Linked DNA regions of Mus musculus: region 1 is linked to region 2. The links are chromatin contacts, called in public HiChIP or PLAC-seq maps. All regions are on one chromosome and are shown on one strand. The core of a region is the stretch at or near the end of the contact, and the rest is flanking DNA. Distances in the headings are between cores, read along the strand shown. Region 1 overlaps Intu (inturned planar cell polarity protein). Region 2 holds the start of Intu (inturned planar cell polarity protein).

The links. HiChIP or PLAC-seq counts read pairs in DNA pulled down with a chosen protein or histone mark.
Region 1: a contact with region 2 is called in an H3K27ac HiChIP or PLAC-seq map of VIP interneurons, with 4 times the contacts expected there. The contact joins the enhancer-like site here to the promoter of Intu in region 2. A contact is called at or near these places in 27 of 39 promoter capture datasets (the 3T3-L1 cell line, 3T3-L1-derived adipocytes, the C10 cell line and 18 more), 3 of 15 datasets of contacts at CTCF or cohesin (CD8 T cells, the NIH/3T3 cell line and large pre-B cells), 19 of 484 Hi-C or Micro-C datasets (the G1E-ER4 cell line, bone marrow-derived macrophages, cardiomyocytes and 14 more), 35 of 115 datasets of contacts at active chromatin or transcription factors (CD8 T cells, the SCID.adh cell line, T-cell acute lymphoblastic leukemia and 26 more) and 5 of 9 other capture datasets (adipose tissue, embryonic tail, liver and 2 more).

What each region holds. Positions count from the first base shown.
Region 1 is chr3:40,651,901-40,654,600 of GRCm38.p6, forward strand. It overlaps Intu (inturned planar cell polarity protein), which reads left to right. Exons shown (of 16, transcript NM_175515.5): 2 at 1,806-2,353. Among named protein-coding and RNA genes, the nearest start is that of Slc25a31, 56 kb to the right of the region's middle. Within about 2 kb of position 1,406, at least 43 of the 459 cell types and tissues checked have an H3K27ac peak or open chromatin away from gene starts, as enhancers often do. A contact at or near this core is called in CD8 T cells, the G1E-ER4 cell line, the HPC-7 cell line and 6 more, where this site is marked.
Region 2 is chr3:40,539,351-40,542,050 of GRCm38.p6, forward strand. Intu (inturned planar cell polarity protein) reads left to right here and starts at 1,417. Exons shown (of 16, transcript NM_175515.5): 1 at 1,417-1,659. The coding sequence starts at 1,514.

The DNA of each region.
Region 1 (2,700 bases), core at 156-2,655, 110 kb after region 2:
CAGTAGCAAAATTACAGTCATGAAGTAACAATGAAAGTAATTTTATGGTTGAGGTGGGGGTTCACCACATGAGGAGCTGCATTAAAAGACCCAGGTATTAGGAAGGTTGAGAACTGCTGGAGTACACCCTGTCCCACCGGAGTGGTCATCTGAAGGCTCTCCCCACATGGGGGCTTCCCGAGGAGACAAGTGTCACTTTACAGGAGGCAGACTGTAACTCCAAATAGGACAGAGTGTGATCAGTTATTATCCAGGATGGATGCTGCTGCTCTTTAGTGCTGTTTCAATAGTTCTAATGGCAATAATTTGGGGTTTTTAATAGCCAGCTTCCCATCTGCCCTCTTCTACGGCCACAGGACGAGTTATGTAAAGTGTTGGCTTTACTTTTCTTACTATTACTGCTAATGAGGAGTTGTACAGAAATTATAGGTTACAGCCAGGCTCATTATGAGCTGTGATTATAGCTGGTTTGGTTCAGCCATGGTTGCAGTTTATGGAAAGATGACGGCTGCTTTTCTGAAAATTGTTATCTGGACAAAGCATGTGATGCTTAGGTTCATTGTAGCCTGAAGCCGCCCTAAGTACCCACCGTGCAATAGGACGTTTTCCACACAGCTGGCTACTATGCATGCGATCACACTTTGAATGGCTAACGTGAGTTCTGAGATATCCAAAGTGAGCTATAACTACACACGGGATGGATTTATGGTATGAGAGCGGGGAGTGGGAGCGATGTGCATGCTTGTGAATGTAGGTGTGCACAGGGGAGGCTAGAGGTTAGTAACAGGATTGGCCTTTATTGTGCTCTACCTTATTTTGTGAGTCAGCATCTTTCACTGAGCCTGGAGCCCACCCTTTGAGCTAGACCTGTGCTACCATGTTGTCGTGTGAGGCACTTACATCTACTCACCCTAGAGGGGAAACCCATGGTAGACTGGACAGTAGTGTGTGGCTTGGTAAATCAATGAGACTTTGTTGGGGTCACTAACAGGAGTTAGGAAGGGGTTAACTACAAGGGGCAGGGACAACTCAAAAGTGTGTCACACCAGCACTGGTGACGCTTGGAAGCCTTAGAGCCCTCGGACAGCTTGTGGGCATTTCCACATGCCCACGTGTCTGCTCTCTGCAGCTGCTGATTAGGGTCTCGCCCTAGCAGCTCCTGCCTTTTCTGTAAAGCTGGCCCTTCTAGAAGTTTCAGGTTTTTACTTCCCCAGACGTGTGGCATTTCCTTTATCTCTGGTGAGAGAGAGATTAGAGGGAACATTTCAGTTCTGGGGGCATGGCTAGCCAGCGTCCTCACTCAGCATGGCTTTCCTGGGGTGCTGCGTGCGGATATGAACCCATGTCTGCCTGGTGCAGCAAGCAGGCTCCCACCTCCGGATGCAGCAAGCATCTTCCCAGCCTCTGACGCAGTCTTGTGGTTGTGGTTTTGCTTTACTTTTGTCTTTTGAGACAGCCTCACTCTGTACCCTGGAACTCACTGTGTAGCCCAGGCTGGCCTTGAATTCATGACAGTCCTCCTGCCTTAGTTTCCCAAGTGCTAGAATTGCAGGTATGAGCCTGAATTGGTTTCTTTTTTTTTTTAATACAGCCCAATATATTATAAAAAAGTTGCTCCCTCCCCCACCCCTTTATTGGTTTCTTTGGTATATTACTCTGCCTGTTTGCTTCCCTCCCCATTCTTTAAAATTCTACACCCCGCCTCCATTTCTGCTGTCAAGGCTGCTGCCCCTCCTACACAGGAAGGTGACGCTGTCTTTCTCACGCTGGATGACCGTTCAGGTGGCCTTTTCTCTCTCCCACAGTGATGTGGAGCCTGAGTGGCTGGACAGTGTGCAGAAGAACGGAGAACTGTTCTACCTGGAGCTGAGTGAGGACGAGGAGGAGAGCCTCCTTCCGGAGACCCAGACAGCGAACCACGTGAACCACGTGAGGTTCAGCGACAAGGAGGTCATCATCGAAGAGGACGATTCCAGAGAGAGGAAGAAGTCCGAGCCCAAGCTCAGGCGCTTCACCAAGATCTTGAAAAGCAAAAGCCTTTTACCCAGGCGTCACCACAAAAAGAGCAGCAGCAACAATGGGCCCGTGTCCATTCTGAAACATCAGTCCTCCCAGAAGACGGGAGTCACCGTGCAGCAGCGGTACAAGGATGTGACCGTCTACATCAACCCCAGAAAGCTGACGGCCATCAAGGCCAGGGAGCAGGTCAAACTCCTGGAAGTACTGGTGGGGATCATCCATCAGACCAAGAGGAGCTGGAAAAGGAGCGCGAAGCAGGCAGACGGAGAGAGGCTCGTGGTGCATGGCCTGTTGCCAGGAGGCTCGGCTATGAAGAGCGGTCAGGTCCTGGTTGGTAAGTGCTGCAGCCAGCTCCCGTCCTTGTTTGCTGAGGTACATGGTTAAGGGCAGAGCCTGTGAGCCATGGGGTAGAAGACAGAAGTTTCAGGCTCCAAGTAAAGTCAGTACTGTGGTGTCCCACATGCCCTGGTCTTAGAAGAAGAGGCTTCCAGGCACCAAGGACACATGCCGCTAGTTCAGACTGGCAAGCAATCCAGTTAATCTTCAAGTCTCGAATAATATAATTTTATTTCATCTTGCTTGTTTGCTACAAGAAGGAAGTAAGTTGATTATACAGTGATCATTGAGGCTGTAACAGCTGTATCCAATAACACGATACAAAATATGTAATTTATGAATAAA
Region 2 (2,700 bases), core at 167-2,666:
TCCCATACCTCCCCTGTGAATCTTTTGGTCTATATTCTTTGTAATGATGTACAGTAAAAGGGTAACTATAAGAATTTTCCTGAATCTGTAAGCTGCTCAAATAGATTAGTCAAGCGCAAGGAGAGAGCTATGGAAACCTCATTTTGCAGGCAGTGGACAAGTAAAAACAAGCTGGGTCTCCTGACTGCCATCTTAAAGCGCAGGGCAGTAAAGAGGAGCAGTCTTGGGGAGTGATCCTCAACATGTAGGGTTTGAGCTTCAAAATTTCTGGATTAGGGTTCACTGGCTTTCATAGACTCTGCTGATGTTCACTGGATTAGGTTGATGCTGTTGATGTCCACTGCTTGCTTGCTTCTGGGAAGAAGTCTCCATACCTTTTGAGGTCACAGGCATTTCTTTGGTGATTTTTTTCCTAGACACAGAGTGATATTATGTGCATCATTTAGGCACTGTAACCTACTGTTGATAGTCCTACTTAAATACAGTCAGTGTGGTGTGATGCTTTGGTGGCTTGTCTTCTAACTAGTCAGCGACTATAAGTGACTAACAGGTGCGTTACATAGACAATGTACATACACCCAACAAAAGGAAGTTTACTACCAAGTGGGATGGAGCAAGACTGTGAGATTTCCCCACATAACCCAGAGTGATGCACAATCTAGAACTCGTTCCATTCTGGAACTTATCACCTAATACTTTCACACTTTGTCTGATCTTGGAAGATGAAACCACAGAAAAGGGGACCTGGAGAATTGACTCCTGAGGAGAAAATGTAGCGTGTTGTAATTAATGCTTAAAGTTCATTTCTTGGTTGGCTTTGTTGCCTGCTAGCTGTATACTCATTCTTAATTCATTAAGCCCTGTTTTTAAATTTAATTACAGAAAAATATTTACTTCATTGTATGCAAATATTTAGAATGGCTATGAATAGAGACAGAATGTAATTGAGTCAGCAATGGATGACACAAAGATAGCGATTATGTACCTAAACATAGTTGATGTAACTATTCACAAATCACAAATAAATTAAAAAAAAAAAGAATTGAGAGATTTGCATTAGCACCTAGAGGTGCATGGAAGAGGGTCTTTACCTCTAAGGTACTGTTTATCAAAATAAGACAAACAAAAACCGCCCCAAAACTAGCCAAACGGAATCTTTTGGATCACAATTTTAAAACATAATAGAAAAAAGAAAACAAGACAGTGTGCAAACTGTCAATATGAAAAGAAAAAAAGGAAAAGGGAAAAACGAGTCTCAGCCTGGCTCGTCGCGTGGAAGAGCGTGGGGAAATGCCAAACAGCAAAGAAGTTTGCACAGCCCCCCCCCCCCCAAAAATGCTCAGCGTCTGTACCGGGAAGCTTCCCCGTCTCCCAGGCAACCGGCGCCTCAGCCAATCGCAACTGAGTATCGGGGTCACGTGGCCCGACCTGGCAAAATGGCGGCGCTGCTGGAGGCGCGGCTGGCGGGCTCTGGCGTCTGAGCTTCTGCCCCGGAGCTCTCGCGACCCAGAGGATGGCGGGCCTTGCGAGGGGAGACTCGCGTGGGCGCCCGCCCGAGCTCCCTGGAGACCTGTCCTCACAGGAAGAGGAAGAGGAGGAAGGCGACTCCGACGCCGGGGCCAGCAGCTTGGGCTCCTACTCCTCAGCCAGCAGTGACACGTAAGGCTCCTGGAGACTGCGGGTCCCCTGCCCTTGCTCGCACGCACGGGGAGCGGGGAGCAGTTCGCTGGCGGGCTTGCTCCGGTTTCTGGATAAGGGGTGGGGGTGGGGGTGGGGGTCCCTGCCTCTGGTGGGTTCTGTGTCTGTGAAGGATCATTGTTGTGCTCTGTAGCACTGCCTTCTTACCTCACTGTGTCTTAGAGCATTCTTTAACATTTATTTTTATTATTTTTTTATTACATGTACCTGTGTGTCTTTGTGTGGGTATCTGCACATAAGTGCAGGTGCCCACAGAGGCCAGAAGAGGGCATTGAATCCCTGGAACTAGTGTTTTCCCGGGTTGTGAGCAAGCATGTTGGTGCTTGGAACTGAACTCCAGTCTTCTCCAAGAGCAGCAAACACACCTAACTTATGAAGTCCCTCTGCACCCTCAGACTCCTGAGTATTTGCTGGGGAGAGACACCGTACACACACTTTGTGAGGCAACTATTTAATATTAGGGAGGTGTTTTTTTCCTCTTGTGGAAATGATAGCATAAAGAGGAGCCTCACTATCAAGACATTCTCTCTGGCTTTAGGATAGTCAGGCTGTATTTTTCTGTTCAACCCCAGGGTTTCTTTTATTTCAAGTCAGAATTCTTGGTAATATCATAAGTAAGTTATTTTGAGTCACAGTATTTCAATTCTTAAGGAATCTATCCCTGTTGCTATGGATTAAGGACTTCTTGGAATAACTACTGATAACTTAGAATGATTATTAGTGAAAGGATTCAGGTCACTGTGTGCCCAAAGGCTGTCCATACTTTTAGGGGAACATCCTATGTGCAGTTGGAACTAGCAGTTATGAATAACTGATCATCTTCAATCAACAGTATGTAACACATTCTTTTTTGTCACTAAAAGTAAGGGGAAAACCTGCTCAAATCCACTCTAGAAGCTTACTACAGAGAGATTGTAGTCTTAAAACTTCACACAGATGTAAAAATATCAACTTTGTAAGCTGTTGTTGTCATCTTAAAAAATGATTTAAAACTTTGTGGTT